Regions from separate parts of the Mus musculus genome. Here all the other regions are linked to region 1. The links are chromatin contacts, called in public Hi-C maps. All regions are on one chromosome and are shown on one strand. The core of a region is the stretch at or near the end of the contact, and the rest is flanking DNA. Distances in the headings are between cores, read along the strand shown.

The links. Hi-C and Micro-C count contacts between places; a contact is called where the count stands out from the background.
Region 2: a Hi-C map of bone marrow-derived macrophages shows a contact between it and region 1, with 25 read pairs. The contact joins two enhancer-like sites. A contact is called at or near these places in 2 of 15 datasets of contacts at CTCF or cohesin (CD8 T cells and large pre-B cells), 1 of 484 Hi-C or Micro-C datasets (bone marrow-derived macrophages) and 2 of 115 datasets of contacts at active chromatin or transcription factors (large pre-B cells and regulatory T cells).
Region 3: a contact with region 1 is called in a Hi-C map of bone marrow-derived macrophages, with 41 read pairs. The contact joins two enhancer-like sites. A contact is called at or near these places in 7 of 39 promoter capture datasets (the C10 cell line, the HPC-7 cell line, cranial neural crest and 4 more), 2 of 15 datasets of contacts at CTCF or cohesin (CD8 T cells and large pre-B cells), 11 of 484 Hi-C or Micro-C datasets (B cells, LSK cells, Th1 cells and 8 more), 12 of 115 datasets of contacts at active chromatin or transcription factors (CD8 T cells, DN3 thymocytes, the HPC-7 cell line and 8 more) and 1 of 9 other capture datasets (bone marrow-derived macrophages).

The regions. Positions count from the first base shown.
Region 1 is chr11:22,670,159-22,674,011 of GRCm38.p6, reverse strand. No RefSeq gene overlaps it. Among named protein-coding and RNA genes, the nearest start is that of Gm40816, 18 kb to the right of the region's middle. Within about 2 kb of position 1,996, at least 58 of the 459 cell types and tissues checked have an H3K27ac peak or open chromatin away from gene starts, as enhancers often do. A contact at or near this core is called in bone marrow-derived macrophages, where this site is marked.
Region 2 is chr11:22,890,353-22,894,205 of GRCm38.p6, reverse strand. No RefSeq gene overlaps it. Among named protein-coding and RNA genes, the nearest start is that of Gm24917, 23 kb to the right of the region's middle. Within about 2 kb of position 2,080, at least 55 of the 459 cell types and tissues checked have an H3K27ac peak or open chromatin away from gene starts, as enhancers often do. A contact at or near this core is called in bone marrow-derived macrophages, where this site is marked.
Region 3 is chr11:22,833,644-22,837,496 of GRCm38.p6, reverse strand. It overlaps B3gnt2 (UDP-GlcNAc:betaGal beta-1,3-N-acetylglucosaminyltransferase 2), which reads left to right. Exons shown (of 2, transcript NM_016888.5): 2 at 302-2,758. The coding sequence starts at 311. The coding sequence ends at 1,504. Among named protein-coding and RNA genes, the nearest start is that of B3gnt2, 24 kb to the left of the region's middle. Within about 2 kb of position 1,991, at least 8 of the 459 cell types and tissues checked have an H3K27ac peak or open chromatin away from gene starts, as enhancers often do. A contact at or near this core is called in bone marrow-derived macrophages, where this site is marked.

The DNA of each region.
Region 1 (3,853 bases), core at 747-3,246:
AGCCTGATTCAAGCAGGCTGAGGAGTAAGCTGAAGAGATTCACACAGAAATGACTGAGCAGGGCTGGAATGGTGGCTCAACTGCATAAGCATGGGGACCTGAGGTAGCATCCCCAGCATTCATAGGAAGGCCAGGCATGGTGTGAGTGTCTGTAAAACCAGCACCGGGGAGGCAGAGGCAGCAAAGCCCTGGAGCTCAGTGATCAGTCAGTCTAGCTGAAATGGTGAGCTTCAGGCTCTGTAAGAGACTCTGCCTCACAGAATAAAGTAGAACGTAATGGAGGAAGATGCCCAGTATTGACCTCTGGCCTCCATATATGTGCACAGATCTCACACACACACACACACACACACACACACACACACATACACGTATGCACACACGCGCATATGTGTGCACATGTGCACTCCAATAAAGAAAAGATGACTGGGCTGGTGAGATGGCTCAGTGGGTAAGAGCACCCGACTGCTCTTCCAAAGGTTGGAAGTTCAAATCCCAGCAACCACATGGTGGCTCACAACCATCCAACCAACAAGATCTGACTCCCTCTTCTGAAGTGTCTGAGGACAGCTACAGTGTACTTACATATAATAAATAAATAAATAAATAAATAAATAAAAAAAAGAAAAGATGACTACACATAGCACACACAGTTGACAACAGTGTAGGGTAGAAACTCATCAGCTTCCATGGGGAACTAGGAGACAACTGGACCTGTGAGAAGAAAGCAGAATGTTCATTTTGCTACCTGCTTGCCATCTGCTTTCAGTGAATGCATGAAATAACATTAAAATTATTATGGTGTGTGTGTGTGTATACATGTGTGTTGAAGGCCAACATGATCTTTACTTTTTGCCCTCTATTACAGTGAAGGAAGTGTTCTTGCTTTTATCCAACCCATGCATCAGACCTCTATCTCTGGTCTATCCACAGGCTCGTCTCCCTCTGCTCTCTGAACCAGGTGCTACTGTGGGCACCTAAGTCATCACATAGGGTCAGGGGTTGAACTCGGGTTGTTAGCCTTTATCTGTTAGGCTATCTTGCAGGCCCAAGTAACATTTAACTTTTTTTTTTTTTTTTTTTTTTTTTTTTTTTTTTTTTTTTTTTTTTGAGGCAAGATCTCACTATATAGTTCTTGTTGGCCTGGAGCTTGCTATGCAGAGCAGCCTGGTCTTGAACTCAAGAGAGATCTGCCTGCCATCTTCCTAGTGCTGAGATTAAAGGTGTATACCACTAGAAACAGCACCTCCCCTCCCCAGGAAATTCTTATAGAGATGTGTCCTTGGCGTGTAGAAGTTAACATAAAGAGAGCATGCATAATCTAGAGGTCGTGGCAGCAGATGTGTAGAATATGCCCTCTGTGTGTCTAAATAGGTGTGGCCACAGAGACCATAAGCTCCCAATGGCAGGTGTATTAGAAAAGATGAAATGTAACTGACAATTCTAGGACTTAGATTCTGAACCTTGGAAAACATAACTCGCAAAGTTTCATTTGAAATAAATTGATTTCTTGTGGATTTTCAAGAATAATTTTCTGTACATTTAATATTAGCCTTTTTGACACAAAATAGTGAATACAGACAGTATTTTCCAAGAAGGATCGCAGGCTGCCAGCAGGTACTGTTTTTATAGTTCCTGCTGAGTCCCCTGTGCTCCACATTTGTGGATAGCCTGCCACCTGCCTCTAATACTGTGTTACTATGACAACCTGCCTGGTGATTCTGTCCCTGGGAGACATGTGATCCTCAGGCCTGTGGCAGAGCCTATAGGCTGCACCCACTAGGCCCTCATTTAGGCTTGGATTCTATTTATTTTTAGTGCTAGGGCTTTTTCCCATTTTCCCATTAAAGTACAGAAAGAATAGAAGAGATGTGTTTCCTGTTGATAGAGGAAGAGAACACAAAGAGGAACTAAAAATAAGCACATATCAGCTATATGCACTGGATGCCTTTCCTATGGGAAAAACTGGCTTGAAGGAAGCAACAGAGAACTTGGTCATGTGGCTGTGTTCTCAGGGACGTGGCATAAGACATCCCCTTGGTTGGGGACCAAGAAACGTGTGCTCAACCTCCTGTTGTGAGTGTGCTGGCTGCTTTTATGTAACAGTAAAGCTAATGCTGGACTAGACTCAAGTTATACAGGCTCTGACGCATTCTGCTGACCTGGGGGCCATCTGGCTTCTTCAGGGATTGAGTGTGACTGGGTAAAGTTGTTAATACGTGTAGTGGCACCTGCATTTGAGGGAGTTTTCTGCCACAACAGTGTGAAGCCTCCCACAGGGAAAGGTCTTCATGGATCACACATTTACATTGTATCAGCTCTCGGTGAGGTCTGCTCACCGCATCAGCTGGCATTTCACAGCACCAGAACCAGCGTTTTGACTTTTGATGCTGCGGAGTCACAGTAATCCTTCACTGATGCATCATGTTCCTTATGTTTCTGTTTATCACCAAGGATCTTATTTTAATTTGTGTGGGTGACTTCCAATCAATCAGCTCTAGTGTAGTCCAGAAGAGAACATGTAATCTAATAAAAACTTGGCTAACTGATACTAGCCATTTGTCTTGTCATGATTACATTGTGATTTTCCCAATTAAATATTTATTCAGAGAAGTCAAATCAATAAGACTGTGGATTTGATCTAAGAGATTAAGCACATCTATTGTTCTCCATAAAAAAATTTCTATTTGCTATTACACGTCTTTTGTTTGATCTAAGAAGCCCCCAATTATTCTCTTCCACAAGCTTTGAAAGCAAATAACTTAAAATTAATTATAATCATATCATTGATAGTAATATGCATCCTTGGGTTCTCAGTTGATAAAATTACTTTAATTCAATTATTTCCCTTCCATTTTATTTTTCCACTCATCAACAGCAGTCCTAGAAATTCTTCACCCTTTATGTCTTTATGAAACAGACTCAAGCAACACATAGGAATGTATTTAGTTTCAGACAAAGTTCCATGTCTCTCCTACAATTCAACTACAGATCTTTTTGATCTCCTGTGTTTGATCCTCATTCTTTCTCTACTAGTATTCTTTCCTGCACCCAGGAGAGCCAGGCGGTCTTGAGAAATCCCCTTCACATGCTACCCCACGGTAGGCTATGTCATCATTGCCTAAGCATTTTTGCCCTTATATTTCCTATTAATATCCTACCATCTTACCATCTCACCTACCTCGTGTTTCCAGACACTTCTGATATTCTGACTGCTCAGCCAATGCCTGGCCTGATGCCTAGCAGGTGATCGCCACCCTGACATGGATAGAGGCCAGTCATCAAACTGACCTTCATCGCCAGTGGACACATTGCCTCAGCCTTCTGCTTCCCCCTGTTTCCATCCTAATTCTTCTTCTAAATTCTCTAAAATACCTAATTGATGATCCCTCATAGCACAGCAAACACATGGGTCTTGTAAGCCAAAAAACGGAGACTCAGTCTTGCTGGGACAAACAGGAGAAGCATCAATCCTGCCATCAGAACCCAAGCTGATATTCTAGTTTAAACCAGTTCCTGATTTCTGTTCTTGAGATCCATATTTATTTCTTTTTTAAAAAAAAATATTTGCCGGGCATAGTGGCACATGCCTTTAGTCCCAGCACTTGGGAGGCAGAGGCAGGTGGATTTCTGAGTTCGAGGCCAGCCTGGTCTACAGAGTGAGTTCCAGGACAGCCAGGGCTATACAGAGAAACCCTGTCTCGAAAAACCAAAAGAAAACAAAAAAAAAAAAAAACCAAAACAAACAGAAAACATCTTTTACATTTATATTTTAAAAATATTTTTGTTTAATTTTTATCTTATGTGTGTGCATGTTTTGTCTACATGTATGTCTGTACACCGTGTGCTGTAT
Region 2 (3,853 bases), core at 831-3,330, 220 kb before region 1:
TAGTCATGCCTACCTGCTGAGCCTTCTCCCCAGCCCAATAACTGAATTTTCCTATGTGGATTGTGTGAAGCACTTTGAAACACAACCTCACCTCTTTGCTTGCTGAACTTGCCCAACATCAAAGCACCTCTTTCTTGTCACATGTTTTCCCTAGAGCTGTGAGCTTCATAAGGGCAAGGAACATTTCTTACACATCTTGATATTAAAAACCTTCTCTCCATGTACTGAGCACCAGAATTCCCTTTACACTGAAATTCCTGAGAGGATCTGCAAACATACTCATCAGGAGATCAGGTAATTGAGTTGGGCATTAACTAAATTCATGGTTTCCATTTGGTAAGGCAAAGAAAGCACAGAATCCAGTAGATTTGGATCTCTATCACAGCACTGTGCAGGCTTCTCAGGCAAACTCACCTTGTTCATCTGAAGAGGAGTGACAAGTCCCTCTACATTACATTACACCACATTACATTACATGTATTACAGAGCCAGACAATGTGGCGTGAATGGGATTTGTGGGACCCTGTCTCAGAAAAGGAAAATGTCAACAACTAAAAAGACACATTACATACAGAATCAAGAACTGATTAACCGGGTCAAATTCTGGCCGTTAACTTACTACTACATGACTTTGGTCAGCTCAACAGCTCCGTGCCTCCTGGTCTTCATTTGTTAAAAATAAAAATAAAAAAAAAACCCCAAGAACAAGGTCACACAGCAGTGCTCACCGTGTGTATATTGAGGTCTCTATGAGTGAACATACTTTCATTCTTGAGCAATGTCTCTCCTGTCGTCAGTACATGTGTTTGCTGCTGCTGCTAAGACTGGTAGGAACCGTTTTCAGGTAGCTGAAGCAGTGACATGAAGCACTCAGAGACATGATGAACTGTGCACAGCAGCTGTGTGAGCTGCAGAGCCCTCAGGACCTCAGATGCTGGGAGAGGCTGTAATTGATTTCGAAAGGGTCTCATTATATAACCCAGGTCTTAAGCTAGCCATCTGCCTCCCAGGTCAGGAATAACAAGCACACACCATCCTGCTTAATTTAGAAGCTAGGGGGGTAGACTGATTGATGGTTGATTGATGGTTTGACTGGTTTTGTGCTCTGGGAATCAAATCTAGGAGCTTGCACATCCTAAGTCAGGTGCTCTAGTAGAGAGCTAGTAACACAACTATGCCCAGAATTTCAGGAAAGACTTTAAGCCAACATTTTAAAAATAGGACATATCTGAGGGTAAAGAAGCCAACATAAAGTGGAAATGATGTTTTTGGGTTTGGGGTGCATTCCCCACAGTGAGTGGGGTCACCATGTTCATGAAAGTGGCTCCTTTTTTCCTTGATGGATATTTACAGATCTACGTGCATCACATACAGCTCAGCATATGAGGCTTGGGATTTCAGTGACAAGCTGTTATAAGTGGAGAGCTGAGAGAAGAAAAAGTTGTGTTTCCATGGAAGACAAACAAAGCTAAACAGAACTGGCTAAGAGAACACGCAGCTGCTAACAATGAAGTTACGCACCTAAGTGAACCCCCAGGGCTTCAGTCCTCCCTGGGGAGGAGACCAGAGGCAACTCTATGGCTGCCTTCACGGAGCTGTGTGGCCTTTTCAGCCCGACTGGCAAGGAAGGTGTGTTCTTCCAGTAAGCGCAATTATCTATTTCCTAAAGAAAACTGCCAAGGCCCACCCCTTTGATCATATAAAATGGAATTAATGCTATCTGGTGAGAGATTCATATCTATAACTCCCAAGCAAATTTCTGGAGGGAGTAAATATTCCAAAACTAAACCCAAACAAAAAACAAACCTAAATGAGTCATGGTGGCTCATACTGTAATCACAGCATTACAATTGGGAGGTACAGGTAAGAGGGTCTGAAATTCAAGTGTTCTTCAGCTATGTAGTGAGTTCAAGGCCAGCCTGGGTACCTGGAGACCCTGTCTCCAAAGACAAAACTCCTTCCTGATCCTTTCCTCAAAGTGGAATTGAGTTGTGAAATTAAAAGGACTGAAGGTTGCCACTGTGTGTAAAACTGAACTTTGCTCAGTTGGTATTTCTCAACAGCGGCAGTGATGGCACAGAAAGGCTGGCCAGCTGTGTGTGGAACTCGCTTCCTTCCCTAGAGCCAGGCTGACTCAGGCTGTTGGGTCAGATGGCGCTCCTAACGTTCCCGAGCAGATGGCCCACACTGACCAAGGAGTGACCATGCAGTTGGGGTTTAGCTCAGCAGCTGTGGAGGGAAAGGTGGTGAGTGCGGTTCCTGAATACCTTTCGATCCCTATGATCCAATGATCTTACAGGTTTATTTAGGATCAATTTAAACCATAGATATGGCTATTTTCTGAACACTGTATCACACCTGAGATGAAGAGAAAAATTTGGAAGAAAGCTGTCACCAGTATCAGGAGGTAAAGATGGCCAGCTAATTTGTCGGATCTAGCCAGAGAGTCCTTAGGGCCATTCACTCCCTTTCAGAGATACAGGGATGCTGTCCTTTCAGCAATGCTTATGGATATTATTTCAAAATGAGGAGGGACAGTGCAATCGCTAACAAATGGCACCTTCTTTCTCTGTATACGCTGAGAAGAAGTGAGCAAAAAGCTAAGGGATTCGGTTCTAAGATCCCTCAAGAGCTGGAGAAGTCTCCTTACCCCAATCCTTGGAGAATCAACCTTTAATCCCTCTGGGAAAAGCACAGGAACCTGTGGTTAGGCAAGACGCAGCAAGTATCTGGAGCCTTGAGTAAACCCTCAGAGAGAAGTGGTTACCACAAGAACCACAGCTGTGCCGCTCTTGTGGCTCAAATGCCACGACCACTTTGCACCTGATTGTTAACCATGCAATTAACTGTGCATGTTCTAAAGAGCTGCGTGAGGAGGCCGTGACGGAAAGCTGGGGTATTAGAACATGCCTGGGAAGAGGATATTGGACCCTGGCCCCTTCCTCTCTTTATGCTCCTCGGTTTCTATGAAGTAAATAATCCCCTCCATGTCTGTTCTCCTCACAACAGGCCTAAAGGCAACGGAACCAAGCAGCCATCAACTGGTGGAACCATAAACTAAGCTAAGCTAAGCCTTTTCTCCTTATGTGTTGATTGCCTTGGAGATTTTGTTACAGTGACAGAAAGCTGGCAAGTACTCTGGGGTTGCACAGTTCACTTTAGGAGCACTTTTTCCTGTGGCCCCTTAAAGATTCTACCTCCTTCCGGTGGTGCCTGCCCAGCTGTGGACCAAGTTTGAACAGATGAAACACTGGAGAATATCTCAGAGACAAAAAAGAGCATGGATTACAAACTTTTTCTGGGATGCTGATAAATGTTAACATCCGTCTTCCCAAAATCAGTGGGGGAGTCTAGAGCCCTTGCTACTTGCCTTTGTGAGAAGTTTTCCCACCATGGCTGACTGCAAGCTACATATGTGACATTCATGCACAGTCAGGAATCAGAAACAAGTGCACAGGAGCCCTGCAGCCTGAGGTGCAGATAGAGACCACAGAGAGCACTGTTACACAACCTGCCAGTTTATACTTTCAGAAGAAGTTTACAGGGTCCCCCTTTACTCCTGACAGTGCTTGATAATACACATTTTTGCCAATTCGAGGCAAAAGTTTCTTTGTATTTTCCAATCAGTGGTGTTGAGTATCTGTTCACATTGTTTCTATTTCTTCCTTGCAAAATTGCCCTTTCCTTTTGTTGTAGCCTGGAAACAATTGTTCATCAAGAAGTCTTTAGACTAGGGTTTCAGAAATGGCTCAGCATTTAACAGACTTGGCTGCTCTTCCAGAGGCAAAGTCCCTGGTTCAATTCCCAGCACCCATGTGATAACTCTAAAAGTTCAGGGCACCTGACACCCTCT
Region 3 (3,853 bases), core at 742-3,241, 160 kb before region 1:
TGTGTAAAAATTGCATATTTTGTACAACCAACCCCCTTTGTAGATGGAAAAGTTGAAGATTTAGTTTGAAACAGAGCTGATGAGTCAGGAGTCCTTATTTTAGAACATTTATTCTTAGGAAGACTTTTTTAAAAATACAGAATGGGTCTCACTGTGTAGCCTTGGCTGGCCTGGAACTGGGCAGTTCATCTGCCTCTGCCTCTTGAGTGCTGGAAGTAAAGGTATGTGTCCATGCTAAGCCTAAAGTGTCTGTGGGCATCAGAGTCACAGTTCACTAACGTACTTCCCTGCCTTTTCCCAGGTATGAGAGATGAGTGTGGGGCGTCGAAGAGTCAAGTTGCTGGGCATCCTGATGATGGCAAATGTCTTCATTTATTTGATTGTGGAAGTCTCCAAAAACAGTAGCCAAGACAAAAATGGAAAGGGAGGAGTAATAATCCCGAAAGAGAAGTTCTGGAAGCCACCCAGCACTCCCCGGGCATACTGGAACAGGGAACAGGAGAAGCTGAACAGGTGGTACAATCCCATCTTGAACAGGGTGGCCAATCAGACAGGGGAGCTAGCCACATCTCCAAACACAAGTCACCTGAGCTATTGTGAACCAGACTCGACGGTCATGACAGCTGTGACAGATTTTAATAATCTGCCGGACAGATTTAAAGACTTTCTCTTGTATTTGAGATGCCGGAATTACTCGCTGCTTATAGATCAACCGAAGAAATGTGCAAAGAAGCCCTTCTTACTATTGGCGATAAAGTCCCTCATTCCACATTTTGCCAGAAGGCAAGCAATTCGGGAGTCTTGGGGCCGAGAAACCAACGTAGGGAACCAGACAGTAGTGAGGGTCTTCCTGTTGGGCAAGACACCCCCAGAGGACAACCACCCTGACCTTTCGGACATGCTTAAGTTTGAGAGTGACAAGCACCAGGACATCCTCATGTGGAACTATAGAGACACATTCTTCAACCTGTCCCTGAAGGAAGTGCTGTTTCTTAGGTGGGTGAGCACTTCCTGTCCAGACGCAGAGTTTGTCTTCAAGGGCGATGATGACGTGTTTGTGAACACCCATCACATCCTTAATTACTTGAATAGCTTATCCAAGAGCAAAGCCAAAGACTTGTTCATAGGTGACGTGATCCACAATGCTGGGCCTCACCGGGATAAGAAACTGAAGTACTACATCCCAGAAGTCTTCTACACCGGCGTCTACCCACCGTATGCCGGGGGTGGTGGATTCCTGTACTCCGGCCCCCTTGCCTTGAGGCTGTACAGTGCGACTAGCCGGGTCCATCTCTACCCTATTGATGATGTTTATACGGGAATGTGCCTTCAGAAACTGGGCCTTGTTCCAGAGAAGCACAAAGGCTTCAGGACATTTGATATTGAAGAGAAAAATAAGAAAAATATTTGTTCCTATATAGACCTAATGTTAGTACATAGCAGAAAACCTCAAGAGATGATTGATATCTGGTCTCAGTTGCAAAGTCCTAATTTAAAATGCTGAAATAGACATGAGCTGCATTTCACAGAAAGGCCTAGCCTGACTAGTTCCCATGGTGTGCTCTCACAATAGGTGAGTTCTGTGTGAGGCTATTAGCCTTCATGAGCAGGTAGCCCCTGGGCTCCCAAGCCCTCAGTCCTTCCCTTGCCTTGTGAAGAGGGAAGGCTGAAGACAGCTCAGCATGGCAGGGTGAGTGGTTATGACCCTTCCTCTGGCTGCCGGTCCTCAGTTTCTAATTTGTTTTCTTTCTCCTCCACAATTATGTATGTATGTGTGTATATATGTGTGTGTGTACATACATACATATATATATATGTAGGACACAACCTGGTGGCTTTGTGAAATGGAATTCTATGTATTTTCATAAGATTTTGAAAGTTGTCTAGAAAGTAGACTGATGTCAATCTCCCGTCACCCAGCAGTATTGTCCTTGTTACTAGAAACCGTTACTTCCTTTATGCAAGGAAAGCCACGCAGTGCGTGTAGTTCATCTTGTCAGGGCTTATGGCCATGAGGACAGAGGGGATTTTCTTTTTACTTGTGTTTGGTTTCCTGGGTGGCATCATGGTAGTTAACCTATTTTTAGTATTTGAAGATCATGAGTGTGATTCCCTAATGGCCAACTGGAGACTGAGTAGCCCGACAGCCATGGGTCTGTGAGTGTTCAGAGACTGGGAAGCATTCGCCACTTCTGAGCTTTGGACGTGATTAGTCAGTTAAAACCCCAAGATTCTATTCTTGCCATATTATCACGTATTCCTTAGATAAAATTCTGGGTAGTGACACTTCCCTGTCTCAGTGTAGAAGTGCCTGTGCTTTTATTTATTGTTCAGATCAAACACCAAAACATTTTCTTAAAAAATATTTTGTGTAATATTTTATTTGTATACAGTGTTTGTGAAATATTTAACTAGAGCATGATATTTTATTTTTTCTCATTTTTAATTCTTTGAGAATTTCATACAATGTGTTTTGATTGTATTCACCTCCCCATCTCCTCCCAGATCCAGCATGATGTTTTAAATGTTAAGCTGTAACATGTTAGATAAAGTTAACTCTTATTTTTGAATTTTAAAATTTGGATGGGGGGGTATGAACTGCTAGAGAAAATAAAGTTCTGCCAAAATATTGCATATACTAGTATCTTGTAACATGCTTTCTTGAAATATTTTTGTGCTTTAGAGGGTTCTCACCTGTGCTACAGGGGACTGGGAAAAAGTGGAAATAAAGTGATTGTATTTTTTAATCATCACGTATAATAAGTGATACTCTTTCTGTTCTTGTTTCCCTGTGTTTCATGACATTCTCCCTGGGCTATCTTTCCCAGAAACCATTACAGTCATCATTATATTAACAGTCTGTGTCCGTGGGTTAGCCATCACTGCATCTGTAGTCTTAAAAGCACTTCCCACCTATGTGTGTCTTCCTGAGAGCTGTGCCATCTGGTTTTTTTTGTTTCTGTTTTTGATTTGAGGGGGTCTCTATGGGGTCCTGGCTGTCCTGGGGCTCAGTATGTTGACCAATCTGGCCTGGAATTCCTAGAGCTGCTCCTCCCTCTACCTCCATTGTGATGATGGAATTGAAGACATGCATTCCAGCTATAAAGCACCTGGACCCCCACATCCCAAGCGTCTGCAAGAAGGACCCAGGCATTTCCAACCACGGGTTGCACTTCTTTCTCGACCTGTCAACTAATATACACCTTCATGCCCTTCCTCCAAGGCCTCCCTGAGATCGACCAAACCATTTTACTGACTTGACCCAGACCAAGAAACCCTGGTGTGCAGCACCCATGTCTGCTGCCTGTCTTTATGAAAGGTATACAAAGTAGAAACTCCTATTCTGTCCTTGGATTGCATTGTTTGAGAACATGATCTAAGGTGGCTAGGAGTGTGTGAAGGCAGCTGCCTGCTGGGACTGGGGATCTGCTCAGAACCCCGGAGGAGGTGCTGAGTGCATATGGTTTGTGTCTGAAGCCCAAGGGAGCTGTCTTTTTCTAAGACTGCTTTAGAGATGGTATACTTTCTTACAAAGTTTGTACACTAGCTCTAAAACAAACAGGCTTCAGGGTAACACTGCCACTCTCACTACACATCTACCACAGAAGAAAAATGTTGGTTGAACCATGACAGGTTTTTTTAATTTGATATTACTTTGTGGCTTAAGGTGACTCTAAAGTGTTACCCCACCCCCAACTCGCTGCTTCAGTTTCTCAGATGCTGAGGTTACCAGGTTGTGGCGCCATGCCTAACTGTGGCCATTTTTCTTTTCCCTTTTTTTGCCTTTTGAAAATGCATTCCAGGACCTGGGGTGTAGATCATTTAGTAGAAAGCTTGCCCGTCATGCACAGAG